Regions from separate parts of the Mus musculus genome. Here regions 1, 2, 3 and 4 are each linked to region 5. Evidence: chromatin contacts called from public HiCAR-type and promoter capture Hi-C data. All regions are on one chromosome and are shown on one strand. The core of a region is the stretch at or near the end of the contact, and the rest is flanking DNA. Distances in the headings are between cores, read along the strand shown. Region 1 holds the start of Slco2a1 (solute carrier organic anion transporter family, member 2a1). Region 2 holds the start of Ryk (receptor-like tyrosine kinase). Region 3 holds the start of Nmnat3 (nicotinamide nucleotide adenylyltransferase 3). Region 4 holds the start of Anapc13 (anaphase promoting complex subunit 13). Region 5 holds the start of Nck1 (non-catalytic region of tyrosine kinase adaptor protein 1).

The links. Promoter capture Hi-C pulls out the DNA fragments that hold promoters and counts their contacts. HiCAR-type assays count read pairs that join an accessible place to other places.
Region 1: a contact with region 5 is called in a promoter capture Hi-C map of embryonic stem cells, with 2.4 times the contacts expected there. The contact joins the promoter of Slco2a1 here to the promoter of Nck1 in region 5. A contact is called at or near these places in 2 of 39 promoter capture datasets (embryonic stem cells and liver).
Region 2: a promoter capture Hi-C map of hippocampal neurons shows a contact between it and region 5, with 4 times the contacts expected there. The contact joins the promoter of Ryk here to the promoter of Nck1 in region 5. A contact is called at or near these places in 1 of 39 promoter capture datasets (hippocampal neurons) and 1 of 115 datasets of contacts at active chromatin or transcription factors (astrocytes).
Region 3: a promoter capture Hi-C map of pre-B cells shows a contact between it and region 5, with 4 times the contacts expected there. The contact joins the promoter of Nmnat3 here to the promoter of Nck1 in region 5. A contact is called at or near these places in 1 of 39 promoter capture datasets (pre-B cells) and 1 of 484 Hi-C or Micro-C datasets (B cells).
Region 4: a contact with region 5 is called in a HiCAR-type map of astrocytes, with 5 times the contacts expected there. The contact joins the promoter of Anapc13 here to the promoter of Nck1 in region 5. A contact is called at or near these places in 4 of 39 promoter capture datasets (the C10 cell line, embryonic stem cells, liver and 1 more), 1 of 484 Hi-C or Micro-C datasets (pre-B cells), 1 of 115 datasets of contacts at active chromatin or transcription factors (astrocytes) and 2 of 9 other capture datasets (adipose tissue and liver).

What each region holds. Positions count from the first base shown.
Region 1 is chr9:103,004,609-103,009,990 of GRCm38.p6, forward strand. It overlaps Slco2a1 (solute carrier organic anion transporter family, member 2a1), which reads left to right and starts at 3,879. Exons shown (of 14, transcript NM_033314.4): 1 at 3,879-4,107. The coding sequence starts at 4,012.
Region 2 is chr9:102,831,737-102,837,555 of GRCm38.p6, forward strand. It overlaps Ryk (receptor-like tyrosine kinase), which reads left to right and starts at 3,184. Exons shown (of 15, transcript NM_013649.3): 1 at 3,184-3,503. The coding sequence starts at 3,320.
Region 3 is chr9:98,292,751-98,298,182 of GRCm38.p6, forward strand. It overlaps Nmnat3 (nicotinamide nucleotide adenylyltransferase 3), which reads left to right and starts at 3,820. Exons shown (of 5, transcript NM_144533.3): 1 at 3,820-4,230. It overlaps Gm46126 (a long non-coding RNA gene), which reads right to left. Exons shown (of 2, transcript XR_001779264.2): 1 at 5,336-5,432; 2 at 4,447-4,629.
Region 4 is chr9:102,622,411-102,627,794 of GRCm38.p6, forward strand. Anapc13 (anaphase promoting complex subunit 13) reads left to right here and starts at 3,886. Exons shown (of 3, transcript NM_181394.3): 1 at 3,886-3,936. Cep63 (centrosomal protein 63) reads right to left here and starts at 3,714. Exons shown (of 17, transcript NM_001081122.1): 1 at 3,494-3,714; 2 at 1,146-1,183. The coding sequence starts at 3,571.
Region 5 is chr9:100,543,349-100,549,354 of GRCm38.p6, forward strand. It overlaps Nck1 (non-catalytic region of tyrosine kinase adaptor protein 1), which reads right to left and starts at 2,786. Exons shown (of 4, transcript NM_010878.3): 1 at 2,647-2,786. It overlaps Gm46139 (synapsin-1-like), which reads left to right. Exons shown (of 2, transcript XM_017313741.1): 2 at 2,109-6,006. The coding sequence ends at 2,756. It also overlaps a transcript of Slc35g2 not described here.

The DNA.
Region 1 (5,382 bases), core at 2,629-5,128, 2.5 Mb after region 5:
TCTCTGTGTTAGCACGTCTGTTGCTATCATCCTTGTACAGGTCTTGTTTAGACACCCATATTGTTGGGTATCAAAAATGAAGCTTTCCTTTTGTTTTTAGGAGGCAGTCTCACGGCAGATTTCCCGGTCCTCTGGCTCTCAGATTCAAGTGCTCCGCCACATCTTCCAGAACTTTCCATGAGCCTTCAGTGCAAGAGTTGTGTTGGAGACCTATCCCCTGGGGATCACTTGCTCTTAGTACTTTGACCAGTGGTGGTTTTCTGAAATGGTGTCCGTCTGTTGCACAGATAAGTTTATTTGCTGAGAGACGAGAGCTACAATTATCTGTGGCCATATGGATAAATATTTAGAATCCAGCTGCCCGTCTTTACTTGTATGTAGTTCATACTGGGTAGAGCCTCAGGACACCACTGGCTTCCCCCACCCCCACCCAGGGCTGCTAGTCCTTCTGGGTCCCCTCTGCTGGGAATGAGCATGGCAAACTCATGGCAAATGCTGTGTTGGAGTCCTCACTGACGTGGGTACCACCAGCATGTGAGTGCTGACTCCCTGCAGTATTCCCTGAATTTTTCCTCCCTACCTCTTGCGCAGTCCAAGCTTGTATCGCTGTTTCCGGAACTCTTTCCGGATCATGGGAAATGCAAATCAGCTTAGAGCCCATGCTACTCAGAAATCTTCAATGTATTGTCCCTGAGCTCTCGAGATAAGGCCTCCGTTCTTAGCATGCCAGTTGGTTTTCCAGTCTCTCCCCAGCCTCAAGTATTCCTGTTGTTCCTGGTTGTGTACTCCAGACAGAATGACACCAGGGAGTAGATGTACCCTCCTTCCCTCTATCCCTCCTCCTCATCCTTATTCTTAGGGGGTCACTTGACAGTTACCTCTTCAGATAGTTCCCCAACCTGCTGTCCTGAGTGCATTGGGGCCCCTCTCCTGCATGTTCGTAGCTCCTGTGTGCAAGTCACTCTGTAACATGGCAGAAGCCTCCTCTCTCCCCACACAGACAGAATGGCTTAGCGACCAGGGCCTGCCACTGTGCACTGGGACTGGGCTCTTGTGTTTTTAGCACTAAAAAATATTTCCTGAAACCAAGGGTTGGGAAGTCCAGCAGAGAGATACTGGTGATGCTCTTTTGAGGATGCGGATAGCTCCACGTGGAGACACTCAGTGTTGATACAACAACCTTTCTCTTCTTTTCCCTAGCAGAACTTCAATGTTACCCTGGAGGGCACCATTTGTGTGAAGCTCGTTTCTTAGTATCCTTTGTAGGAGGTTACTCTGTGGTCCAGCCAACAAGATTTAAGGCAAAGTCAGTGTGTGAGAAGTTGCTTCTCGGCTGTGAGCCTGGCCCTTTCCTGTTTCCTGTCTTCTACTTCTTTCCTGGAATAAAGAGAGGAGGCTGGAGGAGGAGCAGCCATCTTGTGACCATGAGCTAGCCCTAGTCATGGGAGCCACATAAGGAACCCTGAGGGTGTCAGGTCATGACCCTCTAACTACCAACAGCCAACCTCTTACAACAGACTGTGTTCCAAGGGAGCTCCTTTTCCCCCAAATCCTGGTGGTTACTCATTCCCTTTGTAGCCCTGCAGGTTCAACTACGATCCCTCTTTTTTGATTCCCCTCCCCCCATCTCAATCTCTTTGTCTCCCCCCTCCTCCTCCCCCTCCTCCTTCCCTTCTCTAGGTTTCTCTGTCTTTCTGCTCTTCCTCGGCTTCTCTCATGGCCAGGTCTGGGCTGCTGGCCATGTTCAGTCTACTGCTTTCTCTCTGTGCTCTGGGCCTTTCCAGATGTCTCTGTCAGTTCTCTCCCTCACATCGACAACAAAAACCTTCCCCTTAACCATACCGTAGAGTATCCATGTTCATACACAGACAAATAAGTCTCACTGGAGTCATTGCGGTCAGACGCCACTGCATTTAGCTGAACTCTCTTGATAACATTTCTGAGTAAGCATTACCCTTGGAGGTGACACACTGGCCGTGATACCAGGCCGAGGGCAAAGTTAAAGGAGCAGGACAGCATCTACACGGGAGAGCTGGATTCTCCCTGGGAGTCTACTAGAAGGATCTACCTGGGAAGGACACGTGTTGAGGAAGAAACTCTAATCACTGAGGCCCCAGGGTGAAATGCAATTGCTGTACTAGATAACTTTAAAAGTGCCTGAGGCTAGAGAGATAGCTGTCAGTAGTGGGCCTGCCTGGCAAGCAGGAGGACCTGAGTTCAATCCCATGTAATCAAAGAGAACAATTATGGCAGCAGGCACTTATAATCACAGGCCTGGGGAGGCAGAGACAGGTGGCTTGCTGGCCAGCCCCAGGTCAATGCCAGGCCAGTGAGTCTGTTTCAAAAACAAGATGGAAGACATCTGAGAAACACGTGGGGCTGTCCTCTGGCCTCCACCCTCCTTCATTCTACACAAGAGTGCTTCATGGCTGGGCTTTGGCATCAGGCAACACTGAGTTCTGGGTCTAGTTCTATTACTTCCTTGCAGTGTGGCTTTGGTCCCTCTAATTGATCCCTCTGGCATCCTTACCTGTAAAGTCCAGATCATCAAAGCAACCCTCTCTCACTTAGATCTAGCACTGGTGGTACAAGAAATCTACATAGCATCAGGCACAATCCACCATGGATGGGGCCTTCTGTGTCCAGTGTACACTGTCACCTCTAACTACCTGTGTCCCACGGTGGTCCAGTGAGCCAGTCTGTCTGTACTTTTCTCTGCAGGTGAACAAAGCAACGAAGAAGTTGCCCACTGTCCAACAGCCTCTGGATTATTGCTGTGTCCAGAGTCCTTGGCCTCGCTTGCTAGTGCGTAGGAAGAAGTCCCCAGACCGACCAGACCAGAGTTGAGAAAACATCAGCCTTCAGAAATAACGAAGCAGTGGGCTCCATCCTTCACCCATATTGTTCTCCATATTGACAGCATCTTTTCCTGGGCTGGGCTGGAAGAGGTGGTTCTGCCCAAGACAATAGAGTAGGAAGCTGGAAGGGCGCCTCCTCCGAACTGCCTCAAGAGCTTTTGCGGGATCTATTTTGTCTTTTTCTGGAAAAGGCTCACCTTCTTTCCCTAAGGTCCCAGTCCAGGAGAGGAAAAAATATCTTGCTCACTCCAGCCTCGCAGAGGAGGTCAGGGTTGGGGCAATCCCTGTCAGACCAGCGCTTCCTTTTGTCCCAACCCCCAGCACTTCAGGCCAGACCCGCTGACACTCGACAGCGCCTGCAGTTTACCTTGGCTCCGGTCCAGTGAGTTTGAGCCCAGCCCTGGGGCGGCCCCCACCTCTCCACCTTGTTACGCCTTCCCACCCTCCTCTGCAGCGCAAAGAGCAGTTTAAATATAAATCAGTCCTCAGCACAAACAGAGCTTGGGCAGCGAGTCTCAGAGCCATCACCGGAACCGAGGGCCCAGGTTTGCGGAGCGAGTGCAGACACGCAGAGCCCTGCTCTGGACAACCCCAAGAGCCACAGAGACTCCTCGCTCCCTTCCATCACCCCGTGCCCCTCGAGTCCACTCTAGCTCCCCACCCCTTCCCCAGTGCCGCGCCCACCTTAAATCCCCAGGTTTCTCCTGGCCTGCAGCCTCCTGCCTCCTCCATACGCGGTCTCCTCTTCCTCGGGGACCCGCCATCTCCCCACACACTACCCCCAACCCTCAACCCTGGCCAGCAGGACCTGATAGGCAGCCAAGGCTCACCCAGCTCGAGTCCCAGAGCCTCTGGGCTTCCGCAGCCGCGACTCCAGGACCCAAGACACCTGCCTGGGGGAGGCGACAGCGGCTGGGCGGGGGCTAGCAGCACCTCTGACACCCGAGGAAGAGAGGGAGGAGAGAGAGCGCGTTTCATCATCGCTGCCACTTATAAAAACTTCTGGGCGCTCACTCTCTCGCTCAGTCTCCACGTCTCGCTCCCCATAGCCCGGCTACCGCCGCTGAAGCCTGAAGCACCCAAGTCCCGCAGAACCTGACCCCGGCCTGTCGCCACCACCTTGGCCCGGTCAGGGGACGTCGCCTCAGTCACGATGGGGCTCCTGCCCAAGCCCGGAGCACGCCAGGGCAGCGGCACCTCCTCGGTCCCAGCCAGACGTTGCTCCCGCTCGGTCTTCAACAACATTAAGGTGAGTAGTGTTGTGAGTAGTGTTCGTGTTCGGGGCAGGAGGGCGGCAGAGTGGGTGACACAACCTAGGACGTCGATGAGGCCAGTCCGGGAGCTCTGGGTTGCACCCGGCTCCCTTCTCTGTCCCCGGTGCCACATCCGTGGGGCCTGGCCCGGCGCGTGAGCGTGAGCGTGAGGGGGCGACACCTCTCTCTCTCTCTCTCTCTCTCTCTCTCTCTCTCTCTCTCTCTCTCTCTCTCTGTGTGTGTGTGTGTGTGTGTGTGTGTGTGTGTGTTGCGCGCATATGCTCATAGGCTCTCGTGGGGAGTAATAATCAGAACAGACGTAACTTTGTAAAGGGGAACTGTCCTGTTCTTCCATGGAGAAAGAACACCTCCAGGGAATTCTGTTGGGTCTCTGCTGTGGGTATGCGCTCTTCCTTAATGAGAAGGGATGCAGAGGAGTTTAGCCAGCACCTTGTGGGCAACAGGCTGTGGGCAGCCTGAGATGCAAGTCAGAGCACAGGCACCTTGTCTCAGTGGATGGTAGAAGCCTGCATTCCTTGCCTGGGTTTTCATCTTTGCAATAGTTGGGAGTCGCAGATTAGATTGCTACCTGGCTGCATAGCTCCCAGCAGTTTTGAGGATTCCCCAGCTCTCCTGGTCTCAAGAAAACAGCAGGCACTCGAGGTTTATGGAGAAAGGCCACCAGAGGTGCCTGTGGCCTGAGAGTTATGAGGAGTTAATAGAAAAAAGAGGAAGCTGTTAGCATGAGAATGCCTTCTTTGGTAAGGGTCAAAAGTAGGGTCCACTTCCCCCAGGTCTTGAAGGACCTGGAATGGTTGCGTCCTCACAATATTTGGGAGAGAGGTTCCTGAAGAAGGTATCTCCTGGAAGGGGCTAGACGACCTTGGTCAGACATCCAGGCGCCCTGGGGTCCGGCAAGCATATGGTGCAGAGAGATTATTTCCCACAATTCCTACCTTAGATGTAATGGGTGCCCAGACCTCACATGGAAGGATTGGAGAAATGTGAACAGGCTATGTGTGTCTAACGGAAAGAGACTGGGGTTTGGGGGGTGGGGTGGGGCAGAGCGAATGCCACCTGCATGTTCTGCCTCAGGCTGTTACTGGTAGAACTGGGGTTCCTCGTGGGGATCCCTCTTTTGTTACTACCACCACCACCACCATGGTTTTAAAGGGCTACCTTGATTTCCCATTGGAATATTCCTAACACAGAAAATTGGAGGTAATTGAAAACAGTCCTCAGATCTCCTCCCCTCTAGCCAGACCTGGATG
Region 2 (5,819 bases), core at 1,934-4,433, 2.3 Mb after region 5:
CAACCTGTGACCAGCCTGCTGTGTTTCCATGCATCCATCCTGTGGTATTTCAAGCCTAAAGCTGGCCTGTGTCTAGAACAGTGAACACCAAGTGTTATGTCCTGACTTTTCTTAACTATGTCTTCAGCCACAGTGACAGGAAAAACCAAGGAGGTTGGCGGTAGGTGGGCAGAGTGTGGTCATGGCCGTGGCCTCCATTTTCCCTGGGGACAAAGAAACCTCAGGCAGACGTCAGAACTTCCCAGCATCTAGATGTTGAGGCTTACTGGGAAATGTCAGAGACTGCCACCCACACCTTGGCAGGGGAGAGAAGAGTCTTAGAGAACTCTGTCTGACATAGGAAGAGTCTGGAGTCTGAGAGTTCAATAAGAGTGTTGCAATTTTCTTCTTATTCAGAGATCAATATGTGAATATAGATGTGAAGGAGGTGGGAAAAGAAGCAATAAAGATGTTGGCAGAACAAACATTCCTGAGGAAGGATTGCGCCTAAGACTGGAAGAGAGAGAAAGCCATAATTGAAGCCATGGTAGCTGAAGGTAGGAGATACAGTCAGAAGGCAAGGGAGAGGTAGGGCTTGAGACCCGCCTTCTCTCCTTGCAAGAACTTTGCTTTTATTCTAGATGAGCCAGAGAGATATTGGCAGTCAGAAGGCCAGTGAATAATGCATCCGGCTGGTGTTTTACAGGATGGCTTTGGCTGTTGGGAACAGACTGAGTGAGCGAGACAGTAGCAGGCAGGTGCCCTGGGGGTGGTAGGGGTGTGGGGGTGTGGATACGGGCGTGGGGAGGCACCCGTAACAGATCAAAGGAGAGGCAGGAGTTGAGCCTTTCTTAGCTGAGGGGCCAATACCAGAATCACCTTTAGGGTTCACGGAAACACAGGTTGGCCCCCCAATTCCAGCTGTTCCTCTCCTTATCTCCTTAGTCGGGTTTGAGCCTAGGACTTTGCATTTCTATAATTCCCCGGTGAAGCAGCTGGTTTGGGAGTCACACGCAGAGACCCTTAAGTTTTCCCCCATAGCACGGATGAAAGCTCACATCCTTGTAAGTACTGAAGGAAGCTCTTTGGCATTCCTGCACCCTAGTGTGCTTCATACAGCAAAAATTCATGTTGGGTACAGGCTCTGGGTTATGCAGGGGGGGTTAGTGAAGGGACTTTTGGAGGATACCTCATTTGAACTGTTTGGTGATGAAACTACACAGAAGTGGCCATTAGAAGGAAGGGTTCATTATGTCAACAGTAATCATAACAATTGTAGCAGTCACCCAGTGTCCGCCCAGGTGTTTTATTTATAGCTTCTCCAATTAAATCCTTGTAAAAGCCCTGCAAGTCAGGCCTTACCGCTGGTGCTTAACCGAGGCTAGGAGAGTTTAATTTTCCCAAGGCCACACCATTGATAAATACCAGTGCTTAGTCCCGCTTGACTGACACCTTTGGGATATATTGTATCATAGTATCTCAAGATGTCACTGGCTAAAGATATGGAAGTAAACCAGCCTCTAGAAGACTCAGCTTCCATTCTTGGAGATTATTAGCTTGCTGCAAAAAATGTAGACAGCAAACCTTTGCTTTCAAGACGGCTCCGCCCCCACCCCCTTTGTTTTCTTGAGTAGAGAGCCCTGTTCACAGCATAGGTTCCTAGAGTCCTTCCTGGCAGGGCCCTGGTTCCCTACGAGGTAGCTGTGGCCACAGGTGACTTGTGTTTTTCATCATTCACTGATGGCATGCTTTTGTTCAGTTCATGCCCACTTCCTGGTCTCTTCCTGCAGGGCACTGTATTCTGTGCTGGGGAACTGAAGCTTGACAAATTGAGGCCAGCTTGTCTCCAAATGGAATCCATCCCTCTCACTACAGGAGAGAGGGGGGAAAAATATCAAGATCCAACTATCCTCCTCTTCGGTCTCTCTCCCTGCCCTGGCAGGGGATACAGGTAATATCTCTCAGGGCCTGCGTGTGGATGGGCAACTGGGAGCTTGAAGCTAGGCCGGGCAGAAAGCAGCTGCTCTCCACAGGCAAGGAGGGAGGCATAAGGTCAGTGAACGGGTCACAGGGATGGGATGACCCTGTTCTGGAGGAAGTGAGAAGGGATGCTTGGGAGCCAGCCTGAGTGATGGCTTGTGGAGTAAGCTTGACTGGGGCTTCCCCAAATTCTTCATCAGAGTCTCTGGGATGTATCAGAGATCCTTAACCGGTTTAGGGAGACAAGGGCTTCCTAGAGCAAGGGATGAAATGTAAAAACCACTCTCCAGTATGTGAAAGCACCCATGCACACAGACAGCCATGTACAGCCATAAGCACACACTCACATACATTCCATGTTTTGGAGGGGGGGGCTGGCATGGACCACAGGTTAAAAGCCCAGATACAGGTTGATTTACAGTAAAGGAGAACTAGGATAATAAAAGTTCGTCACATGTAAAAATAAGCTTGCTGGGCATGGGTGGCACAGGCCTTTAATCCTGGCACTTGGGAAGCAGAGGCAGGCAGATCTCTGTGAGTTCAAGGCCAGCTTGGTCTACATAGCAAGTTCCATGCGGGCCAGGGCTACATAGTGAGACCCTGTCTCAAAACAAACAAACAAACAAACAAACTGTAAACCAAAATACAAAATAAAAAGTTTACTAAGGTTTTATGAGTTTTTTTTGTTTTTGTTTTTGCTTTCTGGAAAGTGTGTGGCATGTGAATTTTAGGGAACAGACATGCTAACTAGAGGCTGACCTCTGATGGTGGGATAAGGGAAGATTTCTACGTACCCGTCCCTTCTCACTAAATAAAACAGCATTCTTTTCTTTTGAGACAGCATCCAAGACTCAGGGCGCACCTGGGGAAGAATAAAGAGACCAACCGACTCTAGGCCTCAACGACTTGGGCTGGGGACTGGCTATATTAGCCTAGAGCCCTTCGCCTGGCCAGGGCACTTCATTATTGTTTTTGATTAGTTTGTGTCTCTTTAACTCATTTCCTTTATTCCTCGCGCGTTTCAGCCTGGCAAACAACGTAATGTTATTTATACCAACCCCTACGCGCGGCCCCCACCCCGACCTCAGGTCTGAGACGCTCTCCCGTGCACGCGCGCCCCAGAACCAGGCGCTCTCGGTCGGGCGGCACATGCGTGCGCGCCCTCGCGCACGGCGGGCACGCGCACGCGCGCGTCTCCGCCCGCAGCTCGCCCCCCCACCCCCTCCCGTTCCCGGGCGGCGGGTCTGAAGCGGCGGCGCGATGAGCTGGCCGGCCGCCCCCGGCTCGGGGCTGTGAGGCGCTCGGGGCCGGGGTGCGCGGCGGCGCGGCGGGCGGCGGACGCTCCTGCTCGGCGGCGGCCATGCGCGCGGGCCGGGGCGGCGTCCCGGGGAGCGGCGGCCTGAGGGCCCCGCCGCCGCCGCTGCTGCTGCTGCTGCTGGCGATGCTGCCCGCCGCCGCCCCGCGGTCCCCGGCCCTGGCCGCCGCTCCTGCGGGACCCAGCGTGAGCCTCTACCTGAGCGAGGACGAGGTGCGCCGGCTGCTTGGTGAGTGGCGCGGCTCCCGGGGCCTCGTGAGCCCGCGGTGCTGCCGCTGCGCCGCCCGCGCTCTCTCTCTCTCTCTCCCTCTCTGCAGCCTCCCTGCGCGTGTCACTCTAGGCCGCGGAGCTCCGGAGCCTCGGAGTCGGCGCTCGGGACACGGGTGGCCGCTCCTTAGCCTGCTGTGGGTGGCCCACAGGCCACGCCGCCGCCGTGCGCTTGCTTTCTGGTTAGCGAGTGGGGGGCAAGGTGAGCCGGGCGCCCTGAGTTGTGTGGCATCCTGCACACCTTCGGGCCGACCGGATCCCAAGCATCGGGGTTTGCCTTGGGTTCCTTGAGTGTGACCTGATGCTGCCGTTCCAGGCCACTTGCCTACTCTGCAGACCCTGAAGCGAGAGGAGAACTTGGCTTTGGGGTCCGTCGGCGGTGGTTCCGTTTACCTGTTTAGCCCGTTGTTTGGGGAGTCCGACTCTGCCCTCCGCTTGGAACTCTGTGCATTCTGAAAATCAGCCCTTGAAGGAAGGCCTGGCCAGCCATCAAAAGGAAGTCTCTGATAGTTAGGGATACCCAGCTTTTGCCGTCTTTTGTGCATTAAGGCAGTCCCTTCACTTTTTATCGGGGTGTTTTAGAGTGAAGTGTTGGAACTGGAAAGGTCTCCCCCTAAATATCCATTAAGTGTCACTTTTTTAGTGAGCGAGTATGCCTCCCCCAAGTGTGTGTGTGTGTGTGTGTGGTGTGCGCGCGCGTGTGTATGCGTATGTGTGTATTAGAGGAGGTTTTTTTGTTTGTTTGTTTGTTTGTTTGTTTTGTTTTGTTTTTCCTTTCCAGACAGGGACTTTATGTAGCCTGGGCTGTTTTGGAATCCACTATGTAGACCAGGTTGGCCTCAAGCTCACAGAGAGCCTTCTGCCTGTTAGAAGAGTTTCTTAGGGTCTGTTGAGAGAGTTTAGCCTCGGAATGAAAACTGCTTTTAGCAGACTGTTTAGACATAGTTGTATGTGTAGGTTTATCGGCTTTAACTAAAGAACTGTGTTTTCCTAACATCCTAATTTAACCTTCCTTATAGTCTAGTTGAATTAGCTGAATTTAGTCTAGCAGAATTGAAATGGCATCTGAGTTACGCCTGGAGCATGGGAGAAAGGCTTGGGAAAAAATAACGATTTGTAGTGCGGCTCCTAGGCGTGCTTTTGTAAGGGTTGTTTTTGTTGTTGTTAAAAGAACTTACGTAATTGTGACTTTATTGACATGTATTTCCTCTCCTGCCTTAGCCAGGATGGAAGTAGGGAGACAGAGATATCTGGCAGCAGACAGAGACGAGTACATGTGCCTACCGTTGCGTGTTAGAGTTTTGCTGTTACTTTTATTTATTTTGGTGTGTGTGTACCACGATGTGTTCTGTGGAGGTCACAGGACACCTTGAAGGTGTGGGCTGTCTTTCCACTATTAATAGGGGGTCCCAGGGCTCAAACTCATGTCATCTGACTGGACGACAAGTGCTTTTACCTGCTGAGCCATCTAGCTGGGGCTTGATATGGACTTAAACATGTTGTTTCAGTTTCTTGTTACCCAGTGGGGCAATTATGGGAGATGAGAAAAGTAAGGCTTTCAGTAACTTGCTGAAGGTAACATGGTTTATTTCATATATTACATATATAATATATACCCACACAAGACAGTGTTTCCTGGCTGCAGACTAAGTTATTGAAGGGCATGTGCATTTAGAAGTTTGATTATGGCATGTTAAAAAAGAGACTGTTGTTCATTAGTACGTGAAGTGATACCTTTGTAGCCTGGAACTGATTTTCTTAGGACAGTAGCTGAGGGGGCACCTGATGGATGAGCACCTGGTCCAGTAGTGTGTGAAATAGAGTGGGGAGCATGGCTCATTAATGCTCCCATCCACCCTTAGGTATTTCAGTTCCATGCAAGCTGAGTTGTCCTGTTACAATGTGGTCTCTAGATAGTCCTCTTGCAGAACCAGGGCCTCTTTCTGTCCCTTTACGTTTCCCTCAGCTGTGCTGCTGTTGAAGGATTCCCATCTGGCTTTGTCTGGGTGGCAAAGTGCAAGTACTGGGACGTTTGCTGGGCCTCCTGAGTGTGGCTGTGATGGTGTGTACGTGCGAGACTGTTGGAGATAGTGCTTTCCACCACGTTTTCCTTTGCGTAAAGGGTTAAGTGACTTCCAAAAGCTCAGGCAAGCTAGTGTCAGTTTTACAGTGTTGCTGAGACCCAGGGTTCAGAATGCCAGGTGAGAACTTGGAAGTTGGAAGTGACAACTCTGTGGAGCTGGCTGTACTTGATAGGAGAAGTGCTTTTAATCCAGAC
Region 3 (5,432 bases), core at 2,570-5,069, 2.2 Mb before region 5:
GAGTATGCAGCTTTTCAAGCTAACCTTTACTTAAATATTTAGCACAGAAACTGAGGTCAAATATAAAATAGGAAAAAAGAAATCTCACTCAAAAACTCCAGCTGTAATTATGAATCAGATTATGGGATGCAGCTCAGCCTCTTCGTCTCCCCCTTCCTGTGCTCCAACAATTTCTTCTAGTGTGGGAAGAGCTCGGTCTCCGCCAGTTGGAAGTCTGAATTTTAGAATGACTTTTAGGTTTGTGTTTATCCACAATATTCCTGTCATTCACCCAATTCAATCCTTTATTTGTACATTTGTTTAACACATGATTTTTGAATATTTGCTTTGTCCCAGGCACTTGCCTAGGTGTGGGACTATATCAGGAAGAGTCGGCCTCTCCTGACTGTGTTAGTATACATTGAGAGAGACAGGTTAAAATGTAGAAATGTACCTCAAAGGCCGGTTGAAAATACTATGAAAGCGGTGGTGTATGGGAGTGATTCCTTGGGGGCAGCCTGGCTGACTGAAAAGCTAAGGAGTTGGGCAGGTGGCCTTGAGAGTAGGTGGAGCATATCCCTGGGTGGGCGAGAAGTACCGTGCAGGCTCTGATGCACACAGCCGGTGCACCTGTATCACGTTCTCCTCTCCTTCTGTGACTACCCGCCTGACCCAAACAATTTAAGGGAGAAAGGATCTACTTTGGCTTGCGGTTCAGAGGGAAGAGGCCACTGTGCGTACACTGGGGAAGGCATGGTGGCTGAAGCAGAGTGTGCTGGGGGCTTGTGCTATGACTTGTTATTGCTTGCCAGATCAAGAAAACAGGGAGGATCAGAAGCTGGGTGCTATGACAGTCAATGCCTGCTCCTTGTGGAGTGGCCTATGTCAACCAGCTAAGCACTGTGTTCCAATACCAAATGTGCACAAAGTCAGGATCAAGTGCCCAAAACACTAGCACTTGGAAGACATTTTGCATTAAAACTACAACAGTGTCCCAAGAAAGAGCAGCAAAACCAAGGAGAGTAAAGATTAGGAAGGGTCACTGCATGGTGTAATTTATGAGAGCCTTGGGGGCATTTTTATGCCTATGCAGGCCATGGGAGAGACTTAGGATTTTAGCCTAATTGTGATGTAAGCCAGCCAGGCTTCTGTATGGTGTAGATTGATTCCAAGTTTAAAAGGCCCATCATTCTTGCTCAACATAGAGGCTTTCTAGTGGAGGCTGGCTTCAGTAGCCATAAAAGAAAGACTTGCCACCAATGCTGTCTGCTCTTTGGTTGTAAGAGAGCACCCGCCTTCTGAAGCACTTGCAGTGGTTGAAAGGCCCGCCATCTTTGGTCATTTTAAAAGTCCACCAGTCTCTTTTCACACATCCTATTTTTTTATTCGACCAAAGCTTGCTCTTTCCGAAGGAGAACTTAGAAGTCAAGGTAAGAAAGAATTGCCTCACTAAATGCGGAGGATGGCCAGTCAATCGTCCCATGTGCAGTTCTTCTGAGGACCAGTTCTTCAGAAGGTCCTCAGAACACAGCCTAAGATGACCATTCTCAGCTAGCTATGCATTGATGGCTGTCCAAAGTGCTCCTAGTGAGGGAGACATCCTCAGAACGTGTTAACTGACAGAAGACAGGAGCAGAGAGAGAACGGTTATCCAAATGCTGATCTCATGTTGGTAATGGTAATTTCATGCCTAGAAATCATTTCAGAACTGTTCAAAAAACACAGGCTAATTTGTCAGCTCATTTTTATTCCCTGGGGACTCGCCTCCTGCAGATTTCCCTTGGGCGGGATAATCCCAAGCCATGTTCATGCTTGGCATACTGCTTTGTAGACTATTCCTTCAAGATTATGCTGATTCTCATCACGTGTTACAGGGGAGTGCTGGCTTAACAATGCCTCCTCACTGTGCACTTGCCCTGCCCTCTAAACTATTCTACTTACCTGCAATCTTATACCTTATAAACTTCCACTCAACTGCACGTACCATAGTCTACTTAGGAGAGACTCAAGCACATATTCTCCATCAAATCCTTTCTGTGATGGTATCTCTAGATGTCTTCCTTTAGTGAACAGGGTCATAGAGAAATTAAATGTACCCAGAGGCTCCCATTCTACTTATGATGGAGTAGCCAGCTGTGACGGGGATCCTGTTATTCCCCTTCAGAATAAAAGCAGCTAGGCTTCGGTCCAGCCTGGGTTTCTCAGGCCTGCCTCTCCCCGCTATGTTAGCTAAAGCCTGGCTGTTATATAAGGTTTGTGCTGCCTTCCCAAAGCACACAGTGCTTCTCACCCAGTCTTCTCTTCAGCCAGGCCTCAGTCTTCCATGATGCAGGGTGGAAATCTTCCTCTGAAGGAGAAGTCATTGTTCAGGCTCTCTCTGGCTGGCTGTGTCTAGTCTCTGCCTCCACAGCCCCGGGTCCTGACTCAGAAAGACTTGGCCTTTGGTTAATTTATGAAAGTAAACCAACCTGTAGGAGTGTGTACACTACATATGCTCACAGATGCCTCCAAATTTTGTGACACACCACCTACGCTGCTGGCATCAGTAAGAAACTATCCAAAGGACACTGTACACTTAGCTACTATCGTGCTGCTTGAACCTCCTCCAAAGCCATCGAGGTAGAGGGTTGTTTCTACTGATTACAGGGAAGGAAACTGAAACCTGAGTAGGTAAAGCTGCTTGCTTGGGGTCACTTTATGGAGGTGCATTGTACCCTAAGTTTCCCAGAAGAAACGCAAAGGGCACAGGGTCTACTGCCTGAGTGGGGAGGTATCTTTTCCCTGGTTTCTTAGTGGGGCTACCTGTGTGCCCACATACTGATTAATGGCAAAGGTGTGGCCCTTCCTAAGAGCCTGGGAATATCATGGGAGACTGGGGATAGAAACTGGGTCCAGAGCTAGCTCTCCACCCAGGAGTTGATTTATCACTGTGGCTAGGAGGAGGGGGGAGCTTAAATGTTTAGCATTCACAAGCCTTGACATCACCCTTGATTTTTCCCCCCACCCTGCAACTCACTCCATTAGGATTGACAGGCCACGGTGAAGCTTCTTGTGAGGGCTGGGCAGTTATAGAGGGTTATGGGAGGCTGAGAAACTACTCTGCATTAGCGAGGCAAATTAAGGTTCTAAATTACACAAAGACCTCCGGGAGTAGGTCCTGAATCTCCAAGGATTCGGTTGCAATTTCTTAGTATGAATGAATATACTTGCCAGAAAGTCCTAATTGTATTTTCTTTCTAAAATAGCCCCCATTTTCCCCTCCCCCAAACTGTGCCAGCTTCAGAACCCCATCCCCCCACAACCTTTATCCTCACCAAGGCAGAGCTGGAGAATAGAGGTGTAAATGTGTCAGAAGAGGGAAGCAGGGGCCCAGGAAGAGTAAATCCTCATCTAACATGGCAGAAAGTCAATAGATAAATCAAGAAATCGCTATGTAAGCTCTTTTTCTTTCTTTCTTTCTTTTTTTTTTTTTTTTTTTTTTTTTTTGCGACAAAAAGTGACCATCCAAGGAAGGGACTGATGAAAAAGGGCTCTAGGTAGAGCAGAACAGGAGGGGCTTGTTTCTTTCATTGTAAGTAGCTATTTTATACTTTAAGAACTGTTCATACATTGCTTGATATGGTTTTAATTCAGGCTTTTAAAAACCAGAGTGAAAGTTAGATGAAAGAAACAAACAGAATACAAAACTAAAAAAAAAAGTAAAAAATGAAAACACAGAGCAGAAAGGCCACAGATGACAATCTACTGAGGACCTGAAGAGCGGGGGCGGGGCACGGGGCGTGGTCTTAGGTCGCTGAGGGGGCGGGGCAAAGCTCCGCTCTGTCTCCCGGGAGTTCCGCCCACAGCAGGAAGCTGGGAGCGCAAGGTCAAGTTCACTCGCGGCTCCGCCCCCAGCCTGGGTCAAGACTAGTTAGTCTTAGGGCGATCTGCGGGGTGACCCATCCTGGTCGAGCAGCAGATCCGCGGTCCCTGTTGACTCTGAGCGGAGCCCCGCGACGCGCAGGTAAGCACAGCCAGCGACCTTGGCTGCCTGCTTCGCCCGCGTGGGTGTCCACGAAGCCTTGAGTCCCCGCGTACCTACCAGGCCCACGTGACTCTCGGGGGCGGCGACTCGGGCGCGCGCGCGCACGACAGAGTCAGATGGCTGTGGAGCGCAGAACCACGCTAGCCCCACGGTCACTTTTCTGACCGATTGGCTCGAGCTGACACGGGTTCGGATCCCCCCTGCAGCACGTTTACAGTCAGTTAAAAGTAAGTGTGTGACAATTACAGCGTATTGTTCAGTGTTCTCTTTCTATTGGCCTAAGTGGGGTTCCAGCGATTGTCACGTGTAGCGTGCTGCCCCGCAGAGCACAGACTAGCGAGGAGACCTCCAGCAAAGGCAAACCACACACATTAAAGTATGACAGTTCAAATTAGTAGGAGCTGTGGAGATAATTTTTAAGATAAGTAAATAAAAGCGCAGGGTGCTGGAGAAGTTTTATTACGTTTCCCGTCAGCAAAACCTGCTGGAGCTAAAGCTACCCCGTGAATGACGGAATTCCAGACATAAAGTAAGGCTTGGGAAGGAGGTTCCCTTGGGATCGTCCTGCAGAGAGCTGGTGCCTGCGAGTTCCTGTCCTAGTTAGTCGACGTCAACAAGTGAGTCATCTGGAAAGAGAGAACTTGGAGTTTTTAAATGCCACCATTAGACTAACCTGACCAAAAGGGTGTGGGGGCATTTTCTTGATTACTGATGTATGTAGGAGGGCTCAGCCCACAGTGGGGGATTCCACCACACCCTTTCCCACGTCCCCCACCCCAGTGGTGGTCCTTAGTTGTAATAGGCTGAGCAAGCCTTGGAGAACAAGCCAGGAAGCAGTGGTCCTCCATGGCCTCAGCTTCAGCCCCTGCCTGGATTTCTATCATTAATGGGACTGTGACGTTGGGAGAGCAAGGCAAATAAAGGCTTCCTACCCGAGTTGCTTTTGATCAGGGCATTTGCCTCGGCAGTTTCTTAAGCCACTGTTCTAAGATGGGACTGCTTGTACTACCAGGAAATGGGTTTGTGGGAAGCAGCTGCCAGAGCTGTTCAGACAGCAGCGGGCACAGCAGGGGTGAAGGTATCTCTGCTCCTCAAGACTGAACTTGAGGTGTCTGTCTCAGAGTAAGCTTCCCCCCCCCCCCCCCCCGCCTTAGTACATTCCCCTCTGACAGATGAGTAAACTCTCACAATACAGCCTGTTCTCTAAGTTGAGGACTGGTTTAACCATTTTTTGGAAACACTTGGCTCATGCCTTTCCCTTGACACTAAGGGTTAGGAGAAGCCAGATACAAGACCTGCTCTCCTGGAGCCTGTGCAAGGTTGGCCACTTACCATGCGGACTCTGAGCCTTGTGAGGGAAGCTGCCTTGTTTCCATTTAGCATTTAGGCCAGTGGTTCTCAGCCTTCCTGCTCCTGCAGTCCTTTAATA
Region 4 (5,384 bases), core at 2,636-5,135, 2.1 Mb after region 5:
AAGAAAAGCTCAAAACTTAAATCCTAGTATTGAGACAAAGGAATTCTAGTTTAAAACAGGCACAGATGACCAGTAACATGCCTTGAAAAACGTCGGCTAATGTGGAGTGTGTTTCTTTAACTTAAACACTCTACCCTTCTCTAGGATCCAATACACAGGGAGGACTGAGATTTCCTGTAGATATTTATCACAGCCACATCAGTGACTCTGTCCCTAACCAACATGGCCTGCATTTACTCAATAAGTCTTGTTTCCTCTTTGATGGTGCCACGTGACTGTGGCTGAGAATTCTGTGTTCCTAATACTCAATACAGACTTAAGCAAAAAGTGTTTGATGATCTGCCACCGCTTAGCACTAAGGTCAAATACTAACATAGGGCCAACAGGGCCCTCATTCACTGAGGGAATACTAGGAAGCTGTCAAAAGAGCATACATCTGTGGAGGGGCCTGTGATAAGGTGAAAACAGCTACAAAGCAAGAAGAAGAAGTGTGTTCGCCTTTGGGTGCTTATTTACTGAAGAACAAACTGAGAACTACTGCCTTTACGGAGGGAAGTGATCAGGTGGGGGAGTCAGGGATAAAGCTAACTTTCTACAGAGCAGGTTTGCTCTTTTACAGGGACGATGACAGTGCTTTCTAACTACCACACAGAGAGGAAAGCAGCAGCACTGACCGGGATCCTAGCACTGGGGAGGTGAAGCAGGAAGATCTTAAGTTCAAGGTCATCCTTGACTACAAAAAAACCCAGCTAAAGCAAAACTAGGAGGAAATGATACAATTTCAGGTATCAAAAAAATGTTGGGGCTGGAGAGATGGCTCAGCGATTAAGAGTGCTGACTGCTCTTCTGAAGGTCGTGAGTTCAATTTCCAGCAACCACATGGTGGCTCACAGCCATCTGTGATGAGATCTGATGCCCTCTTCTGTAGTGTCTGAAGACAGCTACAGTGTACTTACATATAATAAATAAATCTTTTTAAAAAATTGTTATATGTTCAAACAATGTAAACACATAGAAGCCTATTGGTTGGTTGGTTGGTTGGTTTTTAAGATAAAGCCCTTGGGTTACTTTTGGAGGTTGCTACGTCACAGATTTAAACACATTCAAGTCTATCTGTTTGTTTTAAGGTGGAGCCCTTGGGTTACCTTTGGAGGTTGCTAGGCCACCAATTCATTGCTGTAGTCTGAAAAGAAAGGAACGGAGTTAAGCATTTTGCTTGCCATTCCTGTACAAACTGTACTTCAGGATAGTCAGCTGCGGAAGGCAAGTTCATCATAAGAGTGCCAGCTAAGCAGCACTGGGCACATGACGCCACTAGAAAGCACCACGGTGGCTCTCACTCAGTAATCGGCCCAGGCACTATTAGCCATGAAGAGCTCCCTATTGACCAAAGGCTCTTGGGCAATTTCATGGTGGCTCAACTGAGCAAACAGCACAGGAACCCCGACATACACAGCTTAATTCTAACATCCCTAGTGGGGTGACTCAGACATTACAAGTCTCCCTGACAATGAACGCAACAGATAATTTTTATAATATAAAACCTATACCTTTGAGTTTTCTTGTACCTGCCATCAAAAATCAAGGCTGAATCTAACACTGTATTTCAAAAGATCATTGTATTGCAACAGAACTTTCTGTAATTATGGAAACATCTTATCAGTATTAATCAGACAATAGCCACTAGGCAGCCTGTGTGTGCTGGGCATTTCCAATGTGGCTAATGCATCTGGGGAACCAAACAGTTCATTTAAAATGTCAGGGCTGGCTGATGACTGCCACACTGGATAGTGTAGTTCAAGATTTAGCCAGTGAAGGAGAGGTCATAGAAGAGGTAGAGGCATAAATTCAAAAATATATACAACCAGCTAAACCTGAGTGATAAAGAAACGGGAGGTAAGAACCTGCTTGGGGGGGGGGGAGAAATAGGGGATTTTCAGAGGGGAAACTAGGAAAGGGGATAACATTTGAAATGTAAATAAAGAAAATATCATATATACACATATAATACATGTATATAATATATATGTATATATATGAAAGAAAGAAATTGAGGGTTTTGATTATTGATTAGAGGGTTTTGAAGGCCTAGCAACCGAATGCAGCTGACAGTTCTCTGTAGGACTTTGGTCTACAAGTCTACAACTTTGGTATTACAAGCACATATGGAATAGCTGAAGAACCTGAACTCACCGGACACTGACACTGTGTGCTTTTTATAAATTTGTACTGATGTAAAAATAGTACTGTGGTTTTTGTAAAACTTAAAAAAGCAACTCTAGCCTTTGGCATGGGGAGCACCTTAAGCTATGACAGTGTGGACTAATGCTGTCACCATCAGCCACCACACAGTACAGGAAAGCCTAAGTAACCGGTCCCTACCGCTCCACGGGAGGAAGCAGCAGCAGCATGATTAACAATATCTCCATTGTTTCTGAAACTTCAGCATATACACATTTTAAAGGGACATGTGTCTGTGGTTTAAGTCTCTAACCCTCTTTAGTTTCGCAGCCTCCTTTACTATACTGACCACTGAGGACGACACAGTAAAAGACAGAGAGCACGGGACAAAAATTAACCTAAAAATGGCGCTGCATTCCAAATAAGATAATTCGTTTCATCATATCGTTAAGCTGCAGCCTTTAAGAATAAGTGTAAAAGCCGGGCGTGGTGGCGCACGCCTTTAATCCCAGCACTCGGGAGGCAGAGGCAGGCGGATTTCTGAGTTCGAGGACAGCCTGGTCTACAGAGTGAGTTCCAGAACAGCCAGGGCTACACAGAGAAACCCTGTCTCGAAAAACAAAACAAAAAAAAAAAGTGTAAAAAGCTAAAGATAACTATAGCCATTGATCTCTGACTTACATACAAAATATAAAATACAAATATTCGAGTTGTACAAAGAGCTATAATAAAGTAATACATTTTTGAAACTCTAAATTGGCCTCAAGAAAGCCAGGCGAGGTGGCGCGGATCCTTAATTAGGAGACATAGGTAGGCCCATCTCTGAGTTTGAGGCCAGCCTGGTCTACACTGCAAGTTCCAGATCATAGCTACAAAGGAGAGCCAGCGCTAGTTGGGGAGAATGGGGAGCACTTTTGGCAACAAGTCTACAGTCTGTAAATGAAAACTAGGTCTGACATCAGAATGCACTAACTCCACGATTTTGTAAAGGACAAAAGCCCATTCACTGTCAAGTGTCTCCGCGTGAAAGCGCTGTTGTGGAATTCCCCTTTCCAAACTTTCACTCCACCAATCTTGTTTCCTATGCTTGACTTGAAAGCGTGAAGCCATCTGCAATTCCCCTGCCATCAGGGGTTCCCGCCACATTTCCGCACCTCTCATACTAACATCACCAAGGAACCCTGCGGGCTTCCCGCTGGGCGGCTAACGCTAAGGCCTGGTCCTACACCGGCGGCAGCAGCAGCAGCCGGGTCCCTTCCCGGGAGCCATGCAGCCCACAGCCCGCAGCCCGCCCTCCCGCAGGCCGAAGCACCTGGCCGGCCAGCCCAGAGTCCCATAGGGAGGAGGAGGAACCCAGGGGCGCGACGACCGGGCAGCCGCAACCCGGCATTGGAAAGCCCCGCGGCAGGTGGGCCGCAACGAGCTGCGGCCGCGGGCCATGAGGCCTGGAGCCTAGCGGCACCACCGTGGCCAGGGCCGAGACCGCACCACAGTTAGCCGCAGCTCGCCCGTCTTTGGGGCATGCGGTCGGTTACAGAGCGCGCCCCCGGCAGAGCGCGCCTCCGGCGGAGCGCGCCCCCGGGCCTGCCCGCCGTTCCTCCGGCCGGGGATGCGCGCAAGTCACAACAAATCGCTGTCCGTCCCGCCCCCTGCCGCAGCGCTTGGACTCACCCACATCCGGGGCTTGAGAGCGCCGCGAGTCACGTGACCCAGAAGAAGGGCGGGGCCGGGAGGAAGCCGACGCGCGCGCAGTGGGTAAGGGTTTTTCGCGCCCGCGGCCCGGGTTTCCGAGGGTGGCCAAGCGTTCGCCCTCGAACTCCGGCGTCTACCGCTTCCAGAGGCGCGGGCCGGTACTTTCAACCGAGCTTCAGAGCCACTTCTTTACTGCACGCTGTGCGGAGTGGAACGGAGCCCCCATGGCGACGCTCGACCTCCCCCCTTGCACTTCCGCATGTAGTATCCTCCCACCCCTCGAACCGGAAGTCGCTGCAGCGGGTGACTGTAGTGTCCCAGGATGGTGGCCTCCGAGGGCCATTTTAGTGTAGGCGCCGTGCTCGTAGCTTAGAAATACATTTACAAAGCTGTGTGCATGAAAGGTGTGTATGTCTCATAGGACGTACGCATCTAATGTCTAGAAAGAGATATCCGGGCAATGTGACAAGCTTTCCTCCTGTTGTCACGTATTGTGCCCAGAGATCTAGGGGACTGGTGAAGGAATGGACCCTTGGGACTGCACTCAGCCTGGGGTCTAAAGGAAACAATCTGAGAGCTGAGAGTTTGATATTATCTGGTATCCGGAGCGGGGGAACTTTCTGTTTACGTAAAGGGTGAGCACCCGAGCACCTGACCCAGGAAAATAGATGTGTTTGGAAGGACGGCCAAGCATAAGTGATGAGGGACGGGGGTGGGTGAAAAGCGTGCTAGTTTCTAAGCATGTAGAAGAGAGTCATGTTACAAAGTATTGAGGCGAACTTGTGGAAAGACTGGGTATCCTTACATTACCGCTGGAGACAGTAGTACCCTGCCAGTCAGTCACAAAGCTGACCTGACTTGTTTCATAGATCATTTGAGGCAAGCAGCAAAGCATTCAAGGACAGAGCCTGCTGAAAAGCTGGAGAGAAAGTCAGAGCACTTTAGAAAAAGGTGCAATCCATAGGGACTGGGAAAGTCAGCACCAGAAGGTGTGAAATGCAGCCCAAGGCTCAGCTACAAAAACAAAAGGCTTGTCAAACCCTGAGGGGTGATTAGAAGTGGCCCTTCAGCTGGCTTTGCGTTATCCACTAGCTAGGGTCTGGTTATGTCTGAGGAAAACTGCTAAGTTATCACCTGGTTTTAACGTGGCAGAGGGAGCTTCAGTGTGTGTGTGTGTGTATACGCGTACACGAAAGTTGTGGTGGTGGGGGAGATTTCTGCGTACAGGTGGAGTTGTAGATGAGTGTAGAGGCCAGAGGTCAACATCAGTGTCTTCCTTTATTACTTTGAATCTTAAACCTGGAGCTTTCTGATTCAGTTAAACTGCCTGGCCTGGCAGCTTCCCAGAGAACACAAGTGTGCCATCGTGCCAGGCTTTTTCTGCGGGTGCCAGGAATCTGAATTCAGGTCTTTTTGCTTGCACAGCAAGCACTTCACTCCACTGAACCTCCTCCCAGGCCCCAGGTTGTTTAATTTTTTAAAGTAAAAAGCCCTTTCCCTCCTACAGACTA
Region 5 (6,006 bases), core at 1,536-4,035:
ACAAACAAAGACTCAGTTTAACATAGGTAACAGAAAATCTTGACAACCTTCACTCAAATCACAATTAAATTTCTAGGGACTGGAAAGATGTCTCCAGTTAAATTCAAGTATGGTTCTTGCAAAAGATCCAAGGCTGATTCCCTACAACAGGAGGCTTGTGACCCCCTGTAAGTATCTGACACTTTCTCCTGGCCTCCCTTTTCAGGCACCTGCCTCTTGTGCACATATCATGCCCTCAACATACATACAAGCACACACTTTTTAAAAATGTTTAACAATATGTAAAACAATGTAACTCTGGATGGGTGTCAAGATGCCTCTGTAGTTAAAGGTACCTACAGCCAAGCCTAAAAACCTGAGTTCACTTCATGGGACCTCTGTGGGGGACAGAGAACTGACCCCTCACAAGCTGTCCTGACTCTGGGTGTAGAAAATATAATAACCAATCACTTTTTTAAAAAATAGAACTTTAGACTGATGATACACCTCAAAGGTTTATGAGAAGCCATTGGTCTCACCCCAAAACTGAGGGAAGGCAAAAGAGACAGGAGAGGGAAAGAGAAGAGAGGGCGGGGAAGGGAGGAAGGAAATTAAGGAAGAAGGAAAGCTTAGCGAACTTTTCCTTTGCAAAGTTAGTAGTTTGCAGAGAATGTTTCTGTATTAGGACAGATGGCTCAGTGGTTAAGAGCTCTTGCAGAGGATCTCTGTTCTGTCCCCAGAGTCCACAGCACATGTCGTACAAAACACTACAAAACACATAAAATAAAAATAAACCCTTAAAAGACTGGAATCTAGAGGAAAGATATTACTAGTGTCTAAACAGTGAAAAATATGTTCAAAGTATTATTTTAAGATCAGCACAGGCAGAACACATTTGAGATCCTCCAGGCAGAAAATCCAGTTAGAGTTACTGAGTAGTTCAGAAACTGAAAAACAATATATAAGAATACAAAGGTAAGATTTTTTTTTTAAAGAAAACAACTACAAAAAAACAGTACAATGTTAAGGTTTATGTCTGGGTTCCTGAAAGCATGCTACTAATGTATCGCTAATGAAAGACAGCTTGGAGGCGTGGGGCATCAGTTGTGAAGGGAAGACTTTGAAGTTCTATTTCCTTGATAGGTTAAAGTGAGAATCAGGCAGGCCTGTCAAATTGTCGTCAAACTGTTGGATTTGTTAAATGCTCAGTTCACGTTTCCTCCAATTTTACTTAACAGTGAAATAATCATTTGATTTTCTGGCATTGAAAGCATCCATTCTTCCACATTGCCAGAGTTAATTCATTTTTTTTCAAGTTCTCCTGAGAAGGAATTTATTTACAATAATAATCACAACAAGCCTTGAACTCTAGAACGAAGTTCTCAAATTAGAAAATCAGCAGCATAAACTATCACTCAATGTTTAATAAGGCAATACATTAACGTGTCGACTTATTAATACACGGATCTGTTGGGCTTGGAAACCTAAACAATTTAAAATGCTTGCTGGGGAGGCAAATCTTTTCAAACATAATGCTCATACATACAGCGGAGACATCAACACAATGTACGCTTTAGTTACTCTAGCCAATTCCTACAGAAGTTTTCCCAGAGAAAGCACCACATGTGGCCACGATGAAAAAAAAGTACTAATCAACCAACGCATACGCTTTGACTTAACTATCACGATGTGAAGAGAATATCTATTTAAAAACAAGACTGAAAATGATCAATCAAAACTTTCTCCTTGGACTATTTCTCTGTTCATGTTGTGACGTCGCTAAAGGCTGAAAGCACACAATTGATTTCCAGGTGCTTAAGAAACCGTTAAGGCTGATTGATCATCATCAAGCTACCAAAGCTTTTGAAAATGGAACGCTTCTTGCAAAACTTGACCCGTTTTTTTGGCCGAACCCTGGATTCTCACTGCTCCCCACCCAAGATGGGGTCAGGAAGTTTTCTTCATCTCGTTCTTTCCTAACTCCTGTGAATTCTTTCCTAACTAAGGGCAGTATTTTTCTTCGGGTGACTTCAGCTCGGCTCGACGTTAACCGGTCATGTTACGGTCCTCAACCCTGAACAAAAAACCAGCTTCCTTCCAACCCAGCTGTTAACACTGAACCGACCTAGCACGGAAACCCGTACGACAACAGTACGAAACCAACCCAGAGGACTGCTTTTCCTGGACCAACCCCACCTCAACAGCCCCCGGACACCCACATCTCTCCTGCTCCGGAACGGGAGGGGGAGGGGAGGGCGCGCCCCGAGGATGTCCCCCCTCTCGGCTTCCTCAGGCTGGCGGCTGGAGGTGAGAGCGCCCTTCCTGCCAGCCTACCGTCCCGGCCTCGGACACCGACACAGACCGCCGACAGGGCTTTCTGCGGAGAACCGCCGAGGCAGCGCGCCGCACACTTGCCTGCCCGCCTCCCCGACCGGCGCTCGCAGCTCAGGCCAGAGGCCGCGGGGTCACCGGGCTGCACCGCGGACACCCGAGCTCCGCCGAGCGGCCTCCCCGCCCCCTCCGCTCCGCTCCGCCGCCAGCAGACGGCGCCCCCGGGCCAACTTCGCCGGGGAAAGAGGAAGCGACTAGAGACTAGCAGGCAGAGCGGACCGACCGGGAGACCGAAAGGACTGTGCGTGTGTCCGCACGCGAGCGAGGCCGTCTCACCTTCCCTCCGCCGAGCCCTCGGCTCCAGTCACCTGAGGACCGCACCGGGACGCCACCGCGGCTGCCCGGATGCCGTTACCGCACGAGGCCTGTGCTGCGCCGCCGCGTAGCTCTCGGAGAGGGGCGGGGCGCGCGCAACCGGTGGGCGGACCGTTGCGGGCAGGAAACCCGCTCCACGCCCAATCTAATAGGCTCCATCGCCTCCTGCGCCCGCCCCTGACGCTTCAGCGGAATGCGCCGCTCCGGGATTGGGCGAGCGGGCTTGTCAATCAAGCGCGGGCCCTGAGTGGTCCCTGAGCTGAGACTGCGCGGCCTTTGGACAGAAGGTGAGGAGCGCCGGGCCCCACCGCCCTGTTCTCCCCTAGCCTCCTCGGTGGCTGCTTACTTTCCGCCTCTCCCACTGCTACTAAAACCTGTCATTCATTTTAAATCGCTCATTAATGTCGAACAGCGGTCCCGAGTTCAACCCAGACTACTCTGGTGCCTGCATCTGAAAGGGCCGACCAGCTGCAGATCTTAGGGACAGGGAGCGACAAAGAAAATGAAGCCTCGGGGGAAAAATGTAAGATGTTTGTTAATGAAAACCACAACCAAAATAAGCTTTGCGAGCAACTTCCGAGTGCCCTGGCGCGTGGGTAGCCTTCATTCCCGGCTTCCAGTCCTGTGAAAAGGACAGTTACTTCTGCCCTAGGGGTGAGTATGGCAGTGGCACAGTCCCAGCCACCTGCCAAGGAAGGCATCAATAAATCGGCTCTCCTTCCTAACTTGCCTTACAGCGACTCATAACCTGCCTCACTATTTCCCAATCACCTTTGTTGCTTAGTGTGGGTGTGGCACCTAAAAGAAACATTCTAGGTTAGGTAATTTTATGGAAACACGAGTTTTTGCCTCCAGCGTAGCTGCACCCATATACCTAGATTGCAAAGTCTATTAAAAGAACTGTTTCACCCACGCCCACCTCGTGCCTAGCACATCATCCTCAACAATCGAGGAATTAATACAGCTTCCTTTCATCTTTTAAAAATTCATTTTTATTCTTTGTGTGTTCGAGTGTTTGGTGTACTTGTGTTATACTTGTGTATAATTTTGCTGCCCATGGAGGTCAAATGAGGGTATAGGATCTTCTGGAACTGGAGTTACAGATGGTTTTGAACCACCCTGTGGGTGCTGGGAATCAAACTCAGGCCCCTTGGAAGACCAGCGCTCTTAATCACTGAATCTCAGCCCCTTCCTTTAGCTATACTACAAGCCCTACCTGTAAATCCTAAAAAGTTGTTTTCTGCTTTTAACTTAATTGCATGTTAATAAATACATGGGTGGCCTGCCCTAGGTAAAATACAAGTTACCTGTAGCCCCTTTTAATCCTGAGTTTAGTTGAGAAAAGTAGAACATAAAACTGGGGAAAGGATACTCTGCCTATTGTTAGTATCAAAAGTAAGTAATGCAAATTATATATTTAAAAACATACATACCGAAGAGAAGGGGGTGATGCATGCAGAAGCAGGTGGATCGAGGCCAGCCTGGTCTACAGATTGAGTGTGAGTTCCAGGACAGCCAGGGCTACCCAGAGAAACCCTGTCTCAAAAAACAAAAAGACAAATATATATATATATATATATATATGCAGAGACAGGTTCAAGTTCTGCAAGTTCAAGGCCACCCTGGTTTATGTAGCAAATCCTAGGACAGTCAAGGCTACATAGAGAGATGCTATCTCAAAAGCAAAAACATACAGGCAGCTGACCCCCATTAACTCCAAAGGAGGATATTTGGGGTAATAAAGGAAATAAGAATCCTCCATATCTTAAGACCTTTCCCAGTAAGCTATTGACAGCTTATATAGTTAGAATGACCTAGTTTAGTGTCCCTATCATACAGTAATGTTTAGGAGGAAGAAAATCCTACCTATCTGCTATCAAGAAGTTATCACAGACTTGATATTGAAGTGTAAACATTAGTGGGCCCTACTAAATAAACTTAACTTCTGGATTTAGTATAGTTATGCTGTTATAGGAAAGAGTCTACCTTGTATGGAAGGTGCTAAAATAGGCACTGCAGATCTTGAGTCCACACCAGTGTCAGATATTGAGATTTAAACCAACCTGTATTATTTCTGTGCTAACCATATCAACAGTTGTATGTAGGGACAGATGGGCATTAAGCCACAATGAGAGGGAAATGTGTAGTAAGACTATTTGAGCAAAAAGAAGGGCTTGGGAGGGAGTTACCAAGTCTAAAGACATTAAGCAATTATAGTAATGTTGATGGAGCAGACAGTGGCTAGATTTGAAGCAATGTGTTAGGAAAGCTGAGGTCCTTAGAGTTTATCCTACAAGAAATGAGAAAGAGTTGTTTCACTAAAGAGTTGTTTTTCAGTACTTTTTCAGTAGATCATTCTGATGTTTTCTAGCTCTTGTTTCTACTGAGAAGCAAGTAGCAATTCAAAAAAAAAAAAAAACCAACTTTCTTTTATGTGTGATGGGTTTTGCTTACATGCAGTTCCCTCAGAGACCAGAAGAGGGCACCAAATTCTGGAACTGAAATACCAGACAGTTGTTAGTTGCGAGTGGGTGCTAGGAACCCAACTCGTCTTCTAAAGACCACAGTGACAGGAGCTGAACTATGACCCTGAAAGGACATTGTACAGCATAAAAATTTTTTAAAAAGGATAAAACTGTAGGCATAATGTTTTTATACACTGTGTTAATCAAATGCTGATTTCTCTGCCCTCATACCTTGTTTCAGTCCAGACACAGCATTGTAATGCTTATACCAAGAATCTCCTGTCTCAGGTTTGTGTGTAAAACAGTTCTTATTCTGTGCCTTGTCAATAAATGCTGATCACCCAGTGGCTGGGTAGAAAAGACAGTCGCACCCACCAGCCAGAGGAAGGAGAGAGGGAGAGAGGGAGATTCAGATCAGCAGCAGGATGGAGGAAGTGGAGCCATGAAGAAGGGGTCTGAAGAGCTGGGTCATTATCACGGGATGGGGCTGGGAGGTAGCCACATTAGCGCAGAAGTTTAGGATAGATCACTTAACTATGGGTAATGAGGCGTAGTTTTAAATAAATCTTGATTTCTCTGTGAAGTTACTGGGGACTAGCATAACATAAATAAATACAGTCACCAGATTAATTCACAGCCACATTTATATTAAAGAAATTTCATTCACATTAAGCCATAGAGCAAGGGGGAGCAGGGTAGGCCATACCGTTGTCCAATCATACTTTGACATAAGGATTGAACAAGGGAGTGTCCATCCATCAGGACTGGAGTTGGTCCCTGGGCCTGGGAACAGGAACTTGTTTGACGCTGCCGACAAGATGGAGAAGTTGTCCTTGAGATGTCTGGACTCAGGCAA